Regions from separate parts of the Mus musculus genome. Here all the other regions are linked to region 1. The links are chromatin contacts, called in public HiChIP or PLAC-seq and promoter capture Hi-C maps. All regions are on one chromosome and are shown on one strand. Each heading gives the region's core, a stretch centred on a gene start, on an enhancer-like site or on the middle of the called end of the contact. The rest is flanking DNA. Distances are from core to core; before and after follow the strand shown.

Region 1 (3,985 bases), core at 964-3,463:
CCTCTCCACCAATAAGGGACCTGCTACAACTCTGAAGCAGACAGTATTCAAAGAGCAGGGCTCGGATTGTCTCGGAGAGCCATCCCTTTCCTGGGCACTTTAACTGATGGGTCTTTGTTTATGTTTTTCTGATTTTAAGACCAATTGAATGTGCACTGATTTTATTCTTTAAACCTCTAAGTCAAAGTGTTTTTAATTAGGATAAAGAAACACAGTGCTGGGAATGAATTCTGCTCCAGGCACTGTTTCTTTTCTTGGTGAACAGAAAACACTTGATGGCATCAAGAGTCAATGAAACACAACAATAAGTCAACTGTTAGGCATATTACAAAGCTTGAAGCCAGGCATGTGGGCAAAAGTCTCTAATTCCAGCATTCAGGTGGTAGAGGCAAGAGTATCTCAGAGTTTGAGGCCATCCTGTCTGTATAGAGAGATCTTGTCTCAAAAAACCAAACCAAACCAAACTAAACCAAACAAAAAAACCAAATGCTGGGGAAATGACCTTAAGGCAGGTAAGTTTTATAAAACAGAAACAAACAAACAAAGCCAAAAAAAAAAAAAAAAATCCAAGAAAACTAAAAAGGCCTAGCCTGTGAAAAAAGACCAGAACACTTTCTACTCTAATAAGGAGTATCTTTCCAGTTTTACAAGCTCTTGGCATGTCAAAGGTAATGTGTTTCTCAAGCTGCCCCTCAGTAGATCTCTGCACTGACTCCAGAGGGGCCGGGAGGGAGGGGAAAACTGCTGCTACAAGATTGAAAGGAACTCCACATCAGCTGAACCTGCTGCTGGGAAGGGCTTGGCTTGCATTGCTACAAAGGATTCAACTAAATGTTGCAAACCAGAGTTAGTTATGTAGCATTCACACTGTTGTGCACAAACCATTTCTAGAACGTTCTTTCCATCTCTTAAAACTCTGTATCCACTGAGGCAGCCTACTTGACTCAGGCACTTGATAAAATATGTTTCATCTCCTGTCTATTCCAGATACACTCCACTCCAAAAGTTTCAGTGTTCCTCCCTATGGTGTCTCTGTCTCAGACAATACTTTGGAAACAAGCAGGGAATGGATTCCTATTAGGTTTCTAAGTTCTTCAGTAAACTGCTCCTAGAACTCTGCTACTGTGCTAAGTTAAGGGTCTCAGAGGCAGATGGAAGTCTAGTCCTTCCTAAGCCTGTAGATGCTGGCCTGGTTAAACAGAGCAGCTCCAAACAGCCCTGGAGGCCACCCAGGGTTTCTGGAAAGAGCAAAGAGTTGTGGAGACCTGCGCAAACCACTGCCTAGATCCTGAGATGGGCCTTCACCGTGAAAGCAGTAGCTCCTGACACTTTATTAGGTTTGGTGACACTTGTCAGAACTGAGACCAGACTGTGATCGGGCCACTGGTAATGGTGCCCGGCCAGGGGAGTTTTACAGGGTCATGAGTCACCTTCCATGGCTCAGAGGTCCAGGCAAGGCCCGCCCTGCCTAAACAAACTCAGTTGGGAAGGAGAGAACAAGAACACAACATTGGCAGAGAGAGAGAGAGAGAGAGAGAGAGAGAGAGAGAGAGAGAGACAGACACACACACACACACACAGAGAGACAGACAGACAAATGACCAAGAAGTCAGTGTGACTTTCGGGCCCTGAACCAGAGGGCGGCCCGAGGGGGCAGAAGCAGAGTCAAAAAACACTGAGGCAAGGGAGGAGACAGAGGTAAAGACAAAGTCCAAAGGTTGTCACCACCAAAGATGCAAAGTATAAACTCCAGCTGACAAGAGGCCAGGTGAGGACAAAACAGGTGACAACGGTCTGACAAAGAGGCGAAACTCAGGGCAGCGAGGTTCTCCTTCGCGGCGTCGGTTCGTGCGTGGGTGGCTCGACCCGGAGGTCGCCCCGGGGGCGGATTCTCCAAGAGCTCCAGGCGGCGGTGCACCTGCCGCGGGGTGACCTTGGCCAAGAGGTCGCCCGGGAGGCCGCAGGACTCTAAGCCGGGGCGCCGGGGCTTCGGAGTCACTCGCGCCGTCCCGCATCACCGCCGTCGGAGGGAGAGCAGTGTCCCGTGTCGCGGCCACTCGTGACCCCGACCGCGACCTCCCGCGCGAGCGCCCAGCCTCCCCGCCCCGCAGTACCTTCAGACGGCTCCGCGCCCGTAGCTCCAGCCTACCGGAGCGTCCCCGTTGCCGTACCAAGGCCTTATTCTCCGCCGCCACCGCGGGGACAACTTCCGCCCGAGCCTCTCGTCCCTCGGATACGCTTTCTGATCCCGCCCTCGAAATTGCCAGTGCTTCCGGAGGCGTGTCGTCGACGCTGGGATGTGCGCATGCTCCAGGCGTGCTTTCGGGGCGGGTCTTCAGGAGAGCACGCGCAGGGTACTGGCGTCTGCGCAATGGTCTCGAAGAGTGAGATAATTTCGAGTTCGTAGCTCTGGAAGCCTTAGTGGAAGACTGACTCTTGCAATTTATACGCTCACCCCACCACCACCACCACCACCAAAAAAAAAAAAAAAAAAAAAAAGTAATAACATTTCAAGATGGCTTTAAGTTGGACTTAAATCCACTCGTACCTGCACCTGCTGAGTATCAGGATTGCAAGGATGTGTTCCCCATAGTTGGTGTAGGGTGGATACACAAGCTGGACCCGACACACATTTGTGTCTTAGGTCAGTTTCCCAGGTGTGCGCCTACTTCTTTTTTGTTTTTTTGTTTGTTTTGTTTTGTTTTCTTTCTCTCTCTCTCTCTTTTTTTTTTTTTTTTTGGTTTTTTCGAGACAGGGTTTCTCTGTATAGCTCTGGCTGTCCTGGAGCTCACTTTGTAGACCAGGCTGGCCTTGAACTCAGAAATCCGCCTGCCTCTGCCTCTGCCTCTGCCTCTGCCTCTGCCTCCCAAGTACTGGGATTAAAGGCTTGCGCCACCACCGCCCAGCTTGCACGCCTACTTCTTGGTTGGGCTCTGGAACTCAGCCGTATTTAGAGAGGAGGTTGGGACTCCCCGAGAGAATTATTCAAAGAAATTCTGGGAGGGCTGGAAAAATGGCTCAATAGTTAAGACTACTCATTTCTCTTCCAGGGGACCTGTGTTCAATTTCAAGCACCCAACTGGTGGCACACAGCCTCCCTAACTCCAGTTCCAGGTTATCTGTCTCCCTCTTCCGGCCTCCACTGACACCAGGCAGGCAAACAGTACCCAGACTTGTGTGCAGGCAAAACACACATACACATTAAAAAAAAAAATTTTTTTTTAGAAGTTCGGGGAAACAAAACGAAAGAAAACAAATACTGAAGCACAGAACTGGGAACAGGTGCGGAACATCTTGCTAGGGGAAAAAACGTGGGGATTAAGGGAATGGCTCAGTTGGTAAATCCTTTACAAAGCATTGCAACTTAAGGACCTGAATTCACTCCCAGAACCATATAAAAATAGCAGGTGTGGTGGCAGGATTTTAACGCCAGTGCTGTGGAGGCAGGGATCAGTGAGTTTCAGAATAACAGAGAACCTGCCTAAAAGGAGTGGCTGGCACTAGGGGTTTTCCTTTGACCAGCACAACCACATCTGCATGAACACACATACAAATACACATGCATATAAAAAAGAAAAAATTGGGGCTGGGGTTGGGGTCGGAGAGATGCCTCAGAGGTTAAGAGCACTGGCTGTTCTTCCAGAGGTCCTGAGTTCATTTCCCAGAACCCACATGGTGGCTCACAACCATCCATACTGGGATATGATGTCTTCTTCTGCATGCAGGCGTACAAGCCGATAGAGCACTCCTATACGTAAAATAAATAAATCTTTAAAAAAATGGAGATGGGTTGGAGGCTAAGCCGACTTGGGTGACATAGGCAATTCTGGGTCAACCTGAACTGTGCAATGAGGTCTTGTCTCAAAGAAGCAAAACAGTAAAACCCAACACATCTGACGGTAAAGCCATGAAGAATCAGGGCAGCTGCTCGGCATCATCTGAACGCTACAGTCCATCTCAGTCTTCTTGCTTTGCCTGCCTTAGT
Region 2 (3,895 bases), core at 761-3,260, 590 kb before region 1:
TGCACAAGGAAACTGAAAATCTCTGCCAGCCTGCCTCCAATTCCTCCTGGTGACTCTGAACACATCCTGTTTTTCTCAGGCTTGCCCTTTGCCTGTGTGGGCCCCGCTCCCTGAGTGGCCTTTCCTTGCTACATGCTGTCACAATTCTCGTTTTTCAACTTTCAGCTCTGGTACTGTGCTTAAATCACTGTCCTCATAACACAATGTTCTGTTCCCTCCCTCAGACTTCAGGAGGGCAGGGACCAGAACAACATTTCTGTTTATTGAGAAAGTGACTGTCTATGGTAGGCACTCTCTCTCTTCCTAGCCTCCCCACAAAGTATCATTACTCTGACTTGACAGGTGAGGGGACTGAGCTCAACAAGGAATGCACTTGTCCAGGGTCATAGAGGATAGGTAGCTTGTGTGTGTGCATGTGTATGTGTGTGTGTGCACACAAACCTGTATATGTTTGTGTGCATGTTTTCTAGACAGGGTCTCTCTCTGTAGCCCTGGCTGTCCTAGAACTCCCTCTGTAGATCAGGCTGGCCTCGAACTCAAGAGCTCCACCTACCTCTGCCTCCTGAGTGCTGGGTTAAAGACGAGAGCACCACTAGTTGTCCAGTTTAGCCATTGAACTTTTGAAAGAGGGTCTTCCTATGTGTCTTAGACTGGCCTCAAACTTGCTTTGCAGCTTGTTTAGGCTGACCTCAACATCTTATCATTTATTTGTTTATATGTACATGTGTTTTCCTGCATGAATTTATTCACCCCAGGTGAGTATAGTAGCTTGTAGAGGCAGAAGTAGTAGTCAGATACCCGGGAAATGTAGTTATAGGCATTTGTGAACTGCCTGATGTGGGTGCCAGGAAAGGACCGGAGTGCTCTTGCAAGAGTAGTAAGAGCTCTTACCGCTAAGCTAAGCCGTCTCGCCAGCCCCACAGCCTCAGATCTGTCCTCCCTACTGCATGCACCCCTACACTTAAGCACAGCATCTTGCAGGAGGCTTAGCAAATGAGTGTTCACCACAGTGGCTGACTGCTGATGGAAAGCATGACAGAGAGTCTGCATCACCTGGTGTGGTGGTGACAGGCCTACAAGACAGGTGCCTAGTTATAGGTAACTGTTACAATCCTGCTGCCAGGTGTCAGGGTTACAGGGAGAGCAGCTAATAACTGGTGGAGCGCATTATAGTGGTGAGCCAAGAGGTGTGAGGGAGCAGCAACACAGCCAGCCCTGGTCACACAGGCAGTGCAGACCAAGTCATCAAATTAGTCTCCTCTACCGGCTTGGGAGGTCCAGAAACCGAAACACCTTCTGTTAGTTACCTACCCATGCCCAGCCCTACTGTACAAGTACCCAGAGTCCGAGGTCCCGGCTTTTCATTTCAGACAGTCTAACAAAGTGCAAAAATAGCCTTCCTGCTTTGCTCTGTTCAGCAAGCCTCCTTCGAATGAAACGCCCACGAGCCGGGCCTGAGGAATGACCTCTTGATGATATCTTTGAGCTCTAACCATGTCCCCCCGCACCCCCCGCCCCATCTCTTCCCCTCCCTTGTCCCTCAGTCTTCCACCCCATACTTGTCCATTTTCCCTCCCCGTCTACCCCTATCTATTGTGCAAGACGGGTTGGCACACCTTCTAGGACAGGTCCGATCAAGGCTAGGGGACTTCCCCAGTGCAAGCAGCTGTGGGCGAGACTGGGGGAAGGGGGCAGGAGGAATGCTGAATTCCCACACGTCCGTCCCGGCGTCCCCTTGTAGTCCCTACATTGTCCTCGGCTTGAGGAGGGGAGAGGAGACGCTTAGGCTACAGCCCCAAGGGCTCTCCGTTTTCTGCGATACCCCCATCAGCCTTTTCTTCGCTGCTATCTGAATTTGAAGCACACCAAGCAGGTCCGTCCCGGGTCTCCTTTCTGGGGATCTTCTCTTTGTCTAAGTCTCCTCGCTGTCTGGAGGTCCCCTCCCGCCTTGGACTGGAGAGGAGGGCGTGGCTCCGACAGGGGCGTGGCCTGGCCTGGCCTGGCGGGGCGGGGCGGGGCGGGCGCCGGGGCTTGGGCGCGGGCTAGAGAGGCAGCAGCGGCCGGAGGGAGGGACGCGGTGGGGATCTCGGTGGGAGCGCAGAGAGAGCAGCCGAGGCGGCAGCGGGGCTGCGGGGCGACGGCGGCAGCGGGGCCTGCGGACTCCATGGCGCCAGCGGCGTCAGTCTGAGTAGCGGCGGGCGGATCCGGCCGCGTCTTCTCCTCGCCATGGGAGACGTACTGTCCACACACCTGGATGACGCACGGCGCCAGCACATCGCAGGTGAGCACCGCTCAGCGCCCGGCCGGCCTGGGGCTCCCCGGGCACCCCGGGCCACGCCTCCGATCTCATGGGGAGCGGTACTCGAGAGTCAAGGCCCAGGTCGGGACGAGAGCCGGCCAGACCCTTACTCTTCCTCCGAACTTGTTCTCTCTCGGTCTGGACGGCCCTTCCAGGCCCTTCTGTATGCTCCTTTCACCCTTTGAGGAGCCTGGGATCCCATTTCTCTACTGGATCCCACTGCTCCCCTTGGAGCCCAGCCTGGCCAGAACCATGCACTTACAGGCGTGGCGGAGGGGTCGCGCCCCCCATCTTTCCCAACAACGTTCCAAGCCTAACCTCTACTCTGGACTCTGCCCCACAGAGTCAGACCTTCCAGACTCCCCCCTCAGCTGCCTTGTTCCTCCTCGCCCTGGCCTCAGTCCGGGTACACGTGGCTGAAGCTTACAGGGGGATGGGCCCTTAGAGAGCCGGGGACCGAATGTGGAGAGTGGGGCTAAGGAGAGATGGGGTGCCCTTGAAGGGGCGGGTCCCTGTCTTTGGGCTTTACCTCAGCAGAGTGCTGGCACTACAGCCTAGGGGGTCTGTTTATGGCCAGAGCTGGTTCTCTCAGAGCCAGAGTTCAGTCTCTCAGTACCTCTCAGTACCTTCCTTCTGCCAGCCTTGCTCTCAGCCTGTCACTGCGCGGTGGACACTTCTCTAGAGGGAGTTGCTCCCAAGTCTGTGGAGTGCAGGATCCTGGGCTCATTGTAGGGAGTGGGAGATGGGGTGAGAATCTCAGGCTATCCCAAAACAAAGCTTGGCTGACCACAGGCAAGTCAGGCCTGGCGGTCCTGAATGTAATTTCAGCTTCTCTCCCAAGTGTGTGATCCTGAGCCAGTCTCTTTTGTTTTGGTTTTCCCAGCCAGGGTCTCACCATGTAGTTGTGGCTGTAGACCTGGCTGGCTTCGAATTCGTAGAGAGCCACTTGCCTCTGCCTTCCAAGTGCTGGGATTAAAGGCCTGGGGCACCACTGCCCTGCTTGAGCCAGTCACAATGTCCAAGAGCTTCGGTGTTGCCTTCCTAAGGGGCGGGTGTTGACTTCTTGGGATGGCTGCTGAGAGCTTAGTGAGCTTTGCTTAGTACAGGAGGCCCTGAGACCTGGCGTGCCAACCAGCTGGGTTTATCAGAGCACAGGAAGAGGAGACAGTTCCTTTGGTTTCATTTGTCTCCCTGTTCATTGAGTGTGGTGTCCCTACATTATCTTGATGTCCTGTTGGGTGCTTGGCTATATTTCCCCTTGATAGCAGGGACCCTAGAATAAGGCAGGTGTCCCCACTTCCAGGGCTTCACTGTGGCCGGGCACAAAGAAGGTGCCAAAGAAGGACTATCCAGTCACTTGGCCAGGCCTGGAGTTGGGGACAGGATGGGTGATATAGACCATTTCTCACCTCTGAACAGCTAGGGGTTAAGTCCTGGAAGGCCTCCTTGTAGGACAAGGCCTGGGCTCAGGAAGGGCAGGGCGGAGTCTTCCTGTCCCTTCCCTGTTGGTGGCAACCTCCTGGGGTTCTGTAACAGTCTCTCCATTCAGAGCCTCCTCTCAGGCTCTCAGCAAGCATGGGTGGGGTGTGCCCTACT
Region 3 (4,352 bases), core at 483-2,982, 690 kb before region 1:
AGCAGGTTTGACAGTGACAGGGGGTGGGGGACTTATGCCCAGCCAGTTGCTCCCTGGGGACCACTCTGACTCTCCTCTTACCAGTTTGGGGTCCAGGTGGAGGGCACGGGAGAAGAACAGCACAGACATCTCCCAGTCCTCTTGTAGGAGGCACTGATGGCCTTGGTTATAGCTGTGAGGACAGGACAGGACAGGACAGGACAGGCAGTGGATCTGGTATTGATCTGGGACCAGCCCAGGACCTTCTCAGGGCTAGAATGGGGTATGCAGGAGGGAGGGCTGAGGTAAAGAGGCTGCAAAAGCCATCAGAGCTCCACAGAGGCCAGGCTGACCTTCCTGGAGCTCTTCCAGGGCATCAGCCCCTTATCCCTCTACCCTCGCTGTTCACTGAGACCCAGAGAGGGATAGCAGCCAGCTTGCAGCTGAACCCAGTATTAATAATGGTTTTGTAGAGTAGGAACCTGGAGTTGGAGACAAAGAAGTCACTCACTACTCTCTGACTTTGGCAGGCACTGTTGATCCTATCATCCTTCGTTTTGTAGGATCTGTCATAACATAGAACACATGACTGGTCCCAAAGATGCGTCGCAGGATCTTCTCTGGGGCTTCAGGAACCTTTAGCTTTGGAGTTTTCTGGGAACGGGCACTGTGAGGCTCCTGGAACCAAGCCAGGGGCAGTAAGCTCAGAAGGCCTCAGGAACACTTCCCCCAGGAGCTTTGCCTACTGGAAGAGGTGTGAAGAGGCCTCCTGGTAGAAGGCACACCTAGTCTGGGGTTCAACAGTCCCCCAGGGCTCCAACATTTCTCTAGCCCTGCCTCTCTCCCTGTCCTGTGGTCAAGGTCAAGGAACCACTGCACCCTCTGCTCTCCTCTTGGGCTTTGTCTGCTCTCACCTTGTGCTCTAGCTGCTCATCGTTTTCAGACCCTGCTGCACAAGGTTCCTTGTGACTCCCGCCCTGGGATTCTCACACTCGTCAGGTCACATTGAGCAAGCACTTCACCTGACTTCTTCCCAGGGCTTCTCACCTCTGTGTGATCACCCTTCCCATAGTCACCAGAATCGGGGAACCTATGTCTCATCAGTCCTCAAGTTCTGTGTTTCACTCCTCAAAATCTCTCCACTTGGGCTGGGCACGGTAGTGCATACCTTTAATAACCCCGTTCTAGAGCTAGAGGCAGATGGAGTTCTCTGAGTCTATAAAACAAACAAACAAAACCCCAAAACGTTAAAACAACAACAACCCCCCCAAAAAATCTCTCTGCCCTCTCTCTCCCTTAGGACTGGGAGGCCAGTCACCCTTCTCCCCTACCACACTACAAATGATGACCTCTGACCTCTCCCAGTTCCCCTGAAGGGCTTGACTGGCTCTTCCTCAAGCCCTTCTTGCGGCCCCGACCTCTGCCTCAGCTTTCCCCTTCTCAGCCCTCACCTTGCTTCTGTCTGTCATGGCCAGGTTTCTAGGCTAACTTCTGGGCTAAGCATACTCTGAGGTTCCCTAGCTCCGTTGTTGCTAGGCACCAGGTCCACGATGTCCATAGGCCCCGCCCACTTGGCCCCGCCTCCGAGAGTCACTAGAAACTCAGCAAGGCAAGCCAAGGCCTAAGTCAAGGAAAGAACCTATGGGCAGTGCACGCCGACGCGGGCCAGGGTAGAAACTTAACGAGGTACCAGCCCTCGAGCAAAGGCCGAGCAAAGGCTGAGCCATACAGGGTGACGCGTCGCGGAGGAATGCACCCAGACACTCGCCCGGGCCCGCGATCCACCCACTTCCGCCCCGCAGAGACATGGCGGACGCCAAACCCAGCCTGGATTGGGCGTCGCTGGACATGTCGTGATGCTATTGGCTTAGGGATGCCTGACGTCAAGGGGCGGGGTCCTGGCTGTGAATGGGAGTCGGCACGTTGAAGTCCGGTCTTTTTAGTCCAGGGATGCGGCGGAGTTGGGCCTTGAGCCGGCAGGTTTCCGAGGCTCGGTTCCCCGGGAAGCGGTGGCTGGTGAGTGGGGCGTGGGTGGCTACACAGGGACGCGGGGCTTGGCTCCGCAGCTACGCTTACATTTAAGTGTATGCGTTGTATGCATGTGCCCTGTGGCTGTCAGAGGGCAACTTAGGAGAGGGTTCTTTCCACCATGTGGGTTCTGGGGATCGAACCCAGGTTGTCAGGGTTAGCAGCAACCTTACCTTCGGAACCATCTTTTCGGGATAGTTGTCCCTTTTTCTACTTAGTCAAATAGGCGCAATACTAACTGGCTCCAAACTTTTAGTTTTGCTCTTGCACCAGGGAGCGGCATCCTCTGGCTGGTGGGGCCTCCAGGAGTTCCCAGACCCTTAAGTGCTCCTTCCCAATACTGTCGCTTCTGTTTCCTGGTCAATGTTTTGGGTCCTGAGTGAGTGTTGCCTACAGGTGGCTGGCCTGGGGAACCACGGAATGCCCGGCACCCGGCACAGTGTGGGCATGGCGGTGCTGGGGCAAATAGCAAGGCGACTGGGAGTGGCGGAGAATTGGACTCGTGACTCGCGCTGTGCTGCTGACCTCGCCCTGGCCCCGCTCGGGGATGCTCAGCTGGTACTGCTCCGGCCGCGGCGCCTCATGAACGTCAACGGGCGCAGCGTAGCCCGAGCTGGTGAGTTGTAGGTTTCATGGATAAGAGGGCACAGGGACCAGAGAGAGGGTTCAATTGTGACAAGTGCCTGGTGAGCCCCAATTACTACAGTGAAGGCTTGGGGAAGCCTGTTTACATATGGGGGTTGTTGTGACCCCTCTGAGCAGATATGCAGTAACTAGAGTGTTGTTTCCCTGTGCCAAGCGGAGCTGTTTGGGCTGACTGCGGAGGAGATCTATCTGGTCCATGATGAACTGGACAAGCCGTTGGGAAAGCTGGCTCTGAAGCTGGGGGGCAGCGCAAGGTGAGGCTCTTATGTGCGTAGGTTTGGGTAGGGATGCTGGCCTCTGTTGGAGTGGAGTAAGATTGTTGAGACTATCTATCTCGATAGGCTGGGCTGCTCTGAAGAAGGCCTGGGCAAGGGAATGGAGGAAGGGCACTGCCTCAGAAAGTACTAACTGCTCTTCATATCCCCTCAAGGGGCCATAATGGAGTCCGTTCCTGCATTAGCTGTCTGAACTCCAATGTGAGTCTACCCTTCTGCCCTGCCCTGGGTGGGGGTGGCTAGCATTGACATTGTATCTCACCAATGCATCCTCATTCCCCTGGGACCCTACAGGCAATGCCAAGGCTGCTGGTGGGCATCGGGCGCCCCACACACCCTAATATGGTGGAGAACCATGTCCTGGGCTGTTTCTCCCCGGAGGAGCAGGAGCTACTGTCCCCATTGATGGATCAGGCCACTGACCTGCTCCTGGACCACATCCGTGCTCGAAGCCAGGGACCATTGTCAGGCCTCTAATACCAGTGGATATATCTACCTGTTTGACTGCCTGCCGGTGCCATGAAGCCAAGACAGGGCCACAGAACTGCAATGACACAGTGGTACCCAATGTTTATATAACTTCCCTGGGTTTCCCCAGGCTACTTGCAGATTCAAGGAGGGACTGTGGCCACATCAGTCTGTTTCTGCAGCAGCTTGGTCTCCCCGTTCGCTATTTGCGGTGTAGGAAAGGTCTAGGAAGGGTAAACTTTCTGAACCTTTTGAGAGCTCCAGATGGGTAGATCTGCAAGATTAAAGATACGAACTTGAAATTGGAAGCTTCCTGTGGGGTTAGGCACCAGTGGGTAGGGACAAGAGGGTCTGGCAAACCCTATTCCTAAGGGATCATGGGTATAATGCTTTAGCCTTTTTCCATTGGGTCATTTTCTAGGTGGGGAGGAGCAAAGAGATTCCACCATATCCCTGAGGCTACCCAACTATAGCCTGGCAGAACCAGGGACAGCTGTCAGCTTGCTGTGCCTAGGGTTCCTGGCACCCCTACCTCATTCGTGTTCTGGCAGATCCCCATTCGGGTGATATAGGAGAGGGGCCTGAGATCCTGGGGTTTGAGTGGGATGCGGACCGGACGTCGAGGCACCAGCCCAAGATCCCCTGGCTTATAGGTTGTGATGGTCGAGAGCTGCTGCAGCAGAGAAACAGCCCCTTCCTTGGATGTCTGGGTGATGCGTTGGCTGTGGAGAGGGATCCAGGGTCATCCCCTCCATCCCCACAAGAGGAAAAATATTGGAGAGCCAGGGTCTGCTGAGGCCCCCACAGGGCTATCTGCTCACCTTTCTTTGGATAGGCCCTGGGGCTGCTTGTCCTGGTGGGAACCCATGTCCGGCTGTGTTTTCAAAACCACCCCTGAGCTGAGCAATACCAGCAGTTGCTGCAGCAGCTCCTTGCGCTGCAGTTGGAACACCACAT
Region 4 (4,328 bases), core at 1,723-4,222, 760 kb before region 1:
CACGGTTGGTGTATCGGTTGGGCTGGCTATTCTTAGCTAGGCTGAAGGCACGGGCCAGCCCAAAATCTGCCAGCTTCAGGACCCCATCCCGGGTAATGAGCACATTCGCAGCCTTCATGTCCCTGTGCAGGATCTGAAGGGAGGACACACAAGAGCTCAGTCAGGTTTCATAGCATCCTGGAGCCTGGCCTACACAGCAGTCAAGAGCAGAGAAGCCCCATTCTGCCCCACCTTGTTCCTGTGGATGTAGTAGAGGCCGTTCAGCAGCATCTGCATCACTCTCTTGATCTCAGACAACGTGAACTTGACTAAGACGTTGCTCAGCAGCCCAGCAAGGTCATGCTCACAGAAGTCAAACACCAGATAGATGCTGCCCTTGCAGCGGTTATACGGTGAGGCTGATACAGAAGGGGCAGAGAGAAAAATAAAAAATAAAAACCTGCATCCACCTCATTTTCCACAGCCAACTCCCAGCCCTCCAACCCACAGACACCCAACTCCAAACAAGACCAGAGAAGATGGGGGGCCGGCACTCGGGAGGCAGAGGCAGGTGGACCTCTAAGTGTGAGGCCAGCCTGGTCTATGGCGCAAGGTCCAGGACAGCCAGGGTTACACAGAGAAACCTTGTCTCAAACCCCCCTTTTCTCCTGAGGCAAGCAACACACCTTTGGTCCGACAAATCTCAATTAGGTTCACCACATTCTCATGTTTTAGGAGCTGTAGAATCTTGATTTCCCTCAAGGCTGTGATGGGGAACTAGGGAGGAGAAAGAGGAAGTGGTCAAAATTGAGAGCACAACAGACGGAGGAACTGTGGGTGGGGTGGGGGTGTGTTTGGGGTCTATACTGAGGGACAGAGGTTGAAAGACAGGCGAGAGAATCGTTCCTGTGTGATGGTTCCTATCTGGAATCCAATTCTCGTATCAGGAGACAGAGACATCAGAACCACCAAGTTCAAGGCCAGACTGCTTAGTTGAGCTCCTGATTCAAAAAGAAGGGAGAGGGGAAGATATATCTATATTTATCTGTAGCTAGCCTTTGCAAAATATAAAATAAGTGCAAACACACACATATCTCAAGGAGCTGCTAAATGTTGCCATCTAGATAATGGTGGCCTTGAACTTGTTTATGAACCATCTTTTTTCCCCAGTCTCATAAGTGCTGGGATTATAATCACAACCCTTTACTCCAGACTGGGAATTTATTTTAGACAACCCAAATAAGGATAAACATTTTGTCACTAACACTTGTGAGTTAAGATCAAGAAATTTGTGGGGCAGTGGTGGCGCACGCCTTTAATCCCAGCACTTGGGAGGCAGAGGCAGGTGGATTTCTGAGTTCAAGGCCAGCCTAGTCTACAAAGTGAGTTCCAGGTCAGCCAGGGCTACACAGAGAAACCCTGTCTCAAAAAAACCAAAAAGATCAAGAAATTTCCTGGGAATGGAGATAGTTGAATGGTTAAGGAAACTGGCTATGGTCACGTGTGGCAGTCCAGCCCTTTATTTCCAGCAGTCAGGAAACACAGGCAGTTGATCCTCTGTGAGTCTGAGAACAGCCTGGACCAAACAGTGAGTTCCAGGACAGTTGGGGCTACAGAGAGATTTTGTGTCAAACAAAACATAGAGTCCCTGTTTCAGGGAAACACACACACCACAGCACTGGCTATCCTCCCCCAGGACCCAGGTTCAATTCCCAGCACCCACACAGTGGATCTTTTGTCCCAAATGATCCAAGGCAACCTGGCACACCTTTCTGGCTTCCTCAGGTACCCAGGTACTGGAGAATAGTGCTGTACACAGACATGCCAGAAAACAGAAGACCCTATAGACGCAAAGTAAGACAAACAGCATTTTCCTTACAAAGGCAATGCTGCTGAGGCTGATGGAAACAACACCTTTCAGAACATCACCTTAAGCTCAGCGGCCTTTTAAACGGCTTGTGCACAAATGGTCTCTTCATACAAAACAAAATTCAACGCCAAGCTAAGCTGAAAGTTTTCTAGAGTCAACCTGCACTCCATGGGAAAAGCACAGGCTCCCTCCCGTGGCTCCCACAGAACTCTGCCACTAAAGCTCAACAGTGTAAATGGAAAGCCAAATTCCTTGTTCCATGGAAAACCGAAAAACACTAGGTCGAATCTCAGCACAAAACCCTTTGAAGTAGCGGTGTGGAAACCCAGCCAGGTTAGAAGAAGGTCGGCCCAGTGGTCCATATACTCACCCCCTCCTTCTCATTCTCCATCAACACTTTCTTCAGAGCCACCTTCTGGCCCGTCTGACGGTGCTTGGCTTTAAAGACTTCCCTGCAGGCACAGAGAAAGACCCAAGGGACCCATAAGGCATTTCCGCAGGGAGTGCCCCTCCCCCGCGCGAAGGGGAGCAGCAGGAGCCCAGACCCACGGCGGGCGGGGTGCGGCCTCGGATCCGGGACGCGGTCATTCCACACCGCGTGTCTTCCGTCCTCCTCCCGGCCTCTGCTTACTCCTACTCAGCCCCTACTCCTCCCCTAGAGGTGGCCGCTCACATTCGGAGTGGCTCTCAGCAACCCTACCCAACCCCCATCACGGGCCCCAGGCTCCTCCCCGCCAGTCGGCTCGGTTGGGCCGGGAACGTCTGCGCCGCGGCCGAGCAAGACCGGGCAACAGCCACGAAAACAGAAGCTTCCGGACCACCTCGGCCCGGGCTCTGGGCGACCCGACGTCGGCCCTGGAAAGTGCAGGTCCCGGGCTCGCGGTCCCACGCGGCCTAATCTTACCCGAATGTGCCTTGGCCGATCTTGGCAAGTTTCTCGTACTTGGTGACCTCATCGCAGAACGGGCATTCCACCGAGTCGTACTGCTTGGCCATGGCCACCTCCAGCGCGCCTCCGCCGCCGCCGCCGCCGCCGCCCCCAGCCGCAGCTCCCGCCGCTCCCGGTCCCGCCACACTCCAGGCCCCTCCGCGGCCGCGCCACTTCCGCCTCCACGGCCACTTCCGGCCTCGAGGTGCCGAGCCCGCCTCTTCCGGTCTCCGCCCGCCGCCAGGCCCCCTGGGACTTGTAGTTCCCGGGAGGCCAGGGGGAGCCGGAGCTGCAGAGGAGCCTCCGCCGCCGCCACTGCCCCCGCCTCCGCCGCCGCCGCCAGCGCTGTTGGCGGCCCCGATCGGGGGCGCAGGAAGCCGTGGCGCTGGGGCTGGGGCTCGCGGCGGTGCGTCCCGCTGCATTGGCCCGGGCCGTGCTGCTGCCGAAGCTGCTGCCGCTCTGGCTCCCGATCCGGGGCCAGCCGCAGTGCCCTGCTCCTCCTCCTCCGACGGCGCCGCCTCCGCCGGGCTGCGCGGGGCGGCGGGTGGTGGTGGGGGGAAGGCCTGGGGGCGGAGGCTCCCTGGCCAAGCCCGGCCCGGGGCGGCAGGGCAAGGGGGCGAGATAGGCAGAGCAGACGAGGAGGCGGCCCGAAAGCCCGGGAGGGGGCGCGTTATAAAGGGGGAGGTGCCCGTCCTGGCCTCCCCTCCCCCTCCGCCCACCCCCTCCCTCCTCCTCCCACCCTTCGCAGCCGCACCTGCCGCCGCCGCCTCCCGCCCTCCCGCTCCCAGTCCAGCGTCCGCCCTCGGCGCGTCACTGCTCGCAGCCCCTCCTCTGCCTTTGGAGGTGGGGCTCCGCACTAGACACCTGCCTGCGGCTCCCTCCTGCGTGCCTCAGTTTATCCCCCGAATGCCAGCTGCTACAGAATGGCCCTTCTTCCAGGACCGGGAGTGTGCTCCCGGTGAGGCGAAGGCAGGAGGTGCCGTGGGAGCGGCCTTGAGGCCAGGGGAAGAGAGAACTGCCCCCGCTGCCGCCTCCGTCGTCTCAGCCACCCGCCGTTGACATGGCAACTGACGGCCGCCAGGGGGCGCGGCGACACTGTGGGCGGTGAGCGATCAACGCTCAGGCCTAAACCCTTGGATCTTGTGTTGTCAGGATGGATCTACTACAACCTTCCTTCACAGAGCCGCGCCAAAGCTGGTCTGTCCAGAGTCAATCATCCCCAAAACTGTTAACATTGAGCCGGCACTCCTGATGCTTTTGAAATGGGCGTGAGCCGGGCCTTGATGGCGCACGCCTTTAATCCCAGCACTTGGCAGAGGCAGATGGATTTCTGAGTTCCAGGCCAGCCTGGTCTACAGAGCCAGTTCCAGGACAGCCAGGAAAAACAACAATAACACAGAGAGACAGAGAGGAGAGTCTGAAGTCTGTTCTGTCTTCCTCTACTGTCTTGAAATTCTGAGCTGATCATGGCCGATTTTTCCAGCGTTTACCTCCTGGTCTGTGGTCCTACAAGCTCCCTTCTGTTTCAGTTTCCCAATCCCTCCTGTCTTC

The links. Promoter capture Hi-C pulls out the DNA fragments that hold promoters and counts their contacts. HiChIP or PLAC-seq counts read pairs in DNA pulled down with a chosen protein or histone mark.
Region 2: a contact with region 1 is called in a promoter capture Hi-C map of pre-B cells, with 3 times the contacts expected there. The contact joins the promoter of Niban2 here to the promoter of Zbtb43 in region 1. A contact is called at or near these places in 1 of 39 promoter capture datasets (pre-B cells) and 2 of 115 datasets of contacts at active chromatin or transcription factors (embryonic stem cells and pancreatic cancer cells).
Region 3: a promoter capture Hi-C map of liver shows a contact between it and region 1, with 2.5 times the contacts expected there. The contact joins the promoter of Ttc16 here to the promoter of Zbtb43 in region 1. A contact is called at or near these places in 6 of 39 promoter capture datasets (cranial neural crest, fetal liver, liver and 2 more), 1 of 484 Hi-C or Micro-C datasets (embryonic stem cells) and 1 of 115 datasets of contacts at active chromatin or transcription factors (embryonic stem cells).
Region 4: an H3K4me3 HiChIP or PLAC-seq map of bone marrow-derived macrophages shows a contact between it and region 1, with 6 times the contacts expected there. The contact joins the promoter of Cdk9 here to the promoter of Zbtb43 in region 1. A contact is called at or near these places in 1 of 39 promoter capture datasets (pre-B cells) and 1 of 115 datasets of contacts at active chromatin or transcription factors (bone marrow-derived macrophages).

The regions. Positions count from the first base shown.
Region 1 is chr2:33,466,319-33,470,303 of GRCm38.p6, forward strand. Zbtb43 (zinc finger and BTB domain containing 43) reads right to left here and starts at 2,214. Exons shown (of 3, transcript NM_001025594.1): 1 at 2,115-2,214.
Region 2 is chr2:32,874,124-32,878,018 of GRCm38.p6, forward strand. Niban2 (niban apoptosis regulator 2) reads left to right here and starts at 2,011. Exons shown (of 14, transcript NM_146119.2): 1 at 2,011-2,281. The coding sequence starts at 2,227. The region is part of intron 2 of Gm13523 (a long non-coding RNA gene); the gene reads right to left.
Region 3 is chr2:32,773,901-32,778,252 of GRCm38.p6, forward strand. It overlaps Ttc16 (tetratricopeptide repeat domain 16), which reads right to left and starts at 1,733. Exons shown (of 15, transcript NM_177384.3): 1 at 1,431-1,733; 2 at 1,148-1,195; 3 at 491-657; 4 at 82-172. The coding sequence starts at 1,448. Ptrh1 (peptidyl-tRNA hydrolase 1 homolog) reads left to right here and starts at 1,921. Exons shown (of 5, transcript NM_178595.3): 1 at 1,921-1,995; 2 at 2,404-2,623; 3 at 2,807-2,906; 4 at 3,083-3,128; 5 at 3,222-3,693. The coding sequence starts at 1,930. The coding sequence ends at 3,404. Cfap157 (cilia and flagella associated protein 157) reads right to left here. Exons shown (of 9, transcript NM_025619.1): 7 at 4,217-4,352; 8 at 3,928-4,117; 9 at 3,513-3,669. The coding sequence ends at 3,598.
Region 4 is chr2:32,709,812-32,714,139 of GRCm38.p6, forward strand. It overlaps Cdk9 (cyclin-dependent kinase 9 (CDC2-related kinase)), which reads right to left and starts at 2,973. Exons shown (of 7, transcript NM_130860.3): 1 at 2,754-2,973; 2 at 2,220-2,301; 3 at 666-756; 4 at 232-398; 5 at 1-133. The coding sequence starts at 2,845. Mir2861 (microRNA 2861) reads right to left here and starts at 3,077; the gene lies at 2,996-3,077. It overlaps Mir3960 (microRNA 3960), which reads right to left and starts at 3,161; the gene lies at 3,089-3,161. Gm33457 (a long non-coding RNA gene) reads left to right here and starts at 3,499. Exons shown (of 2, transcript XR_001783272.2): 1 at 3,499-4,328.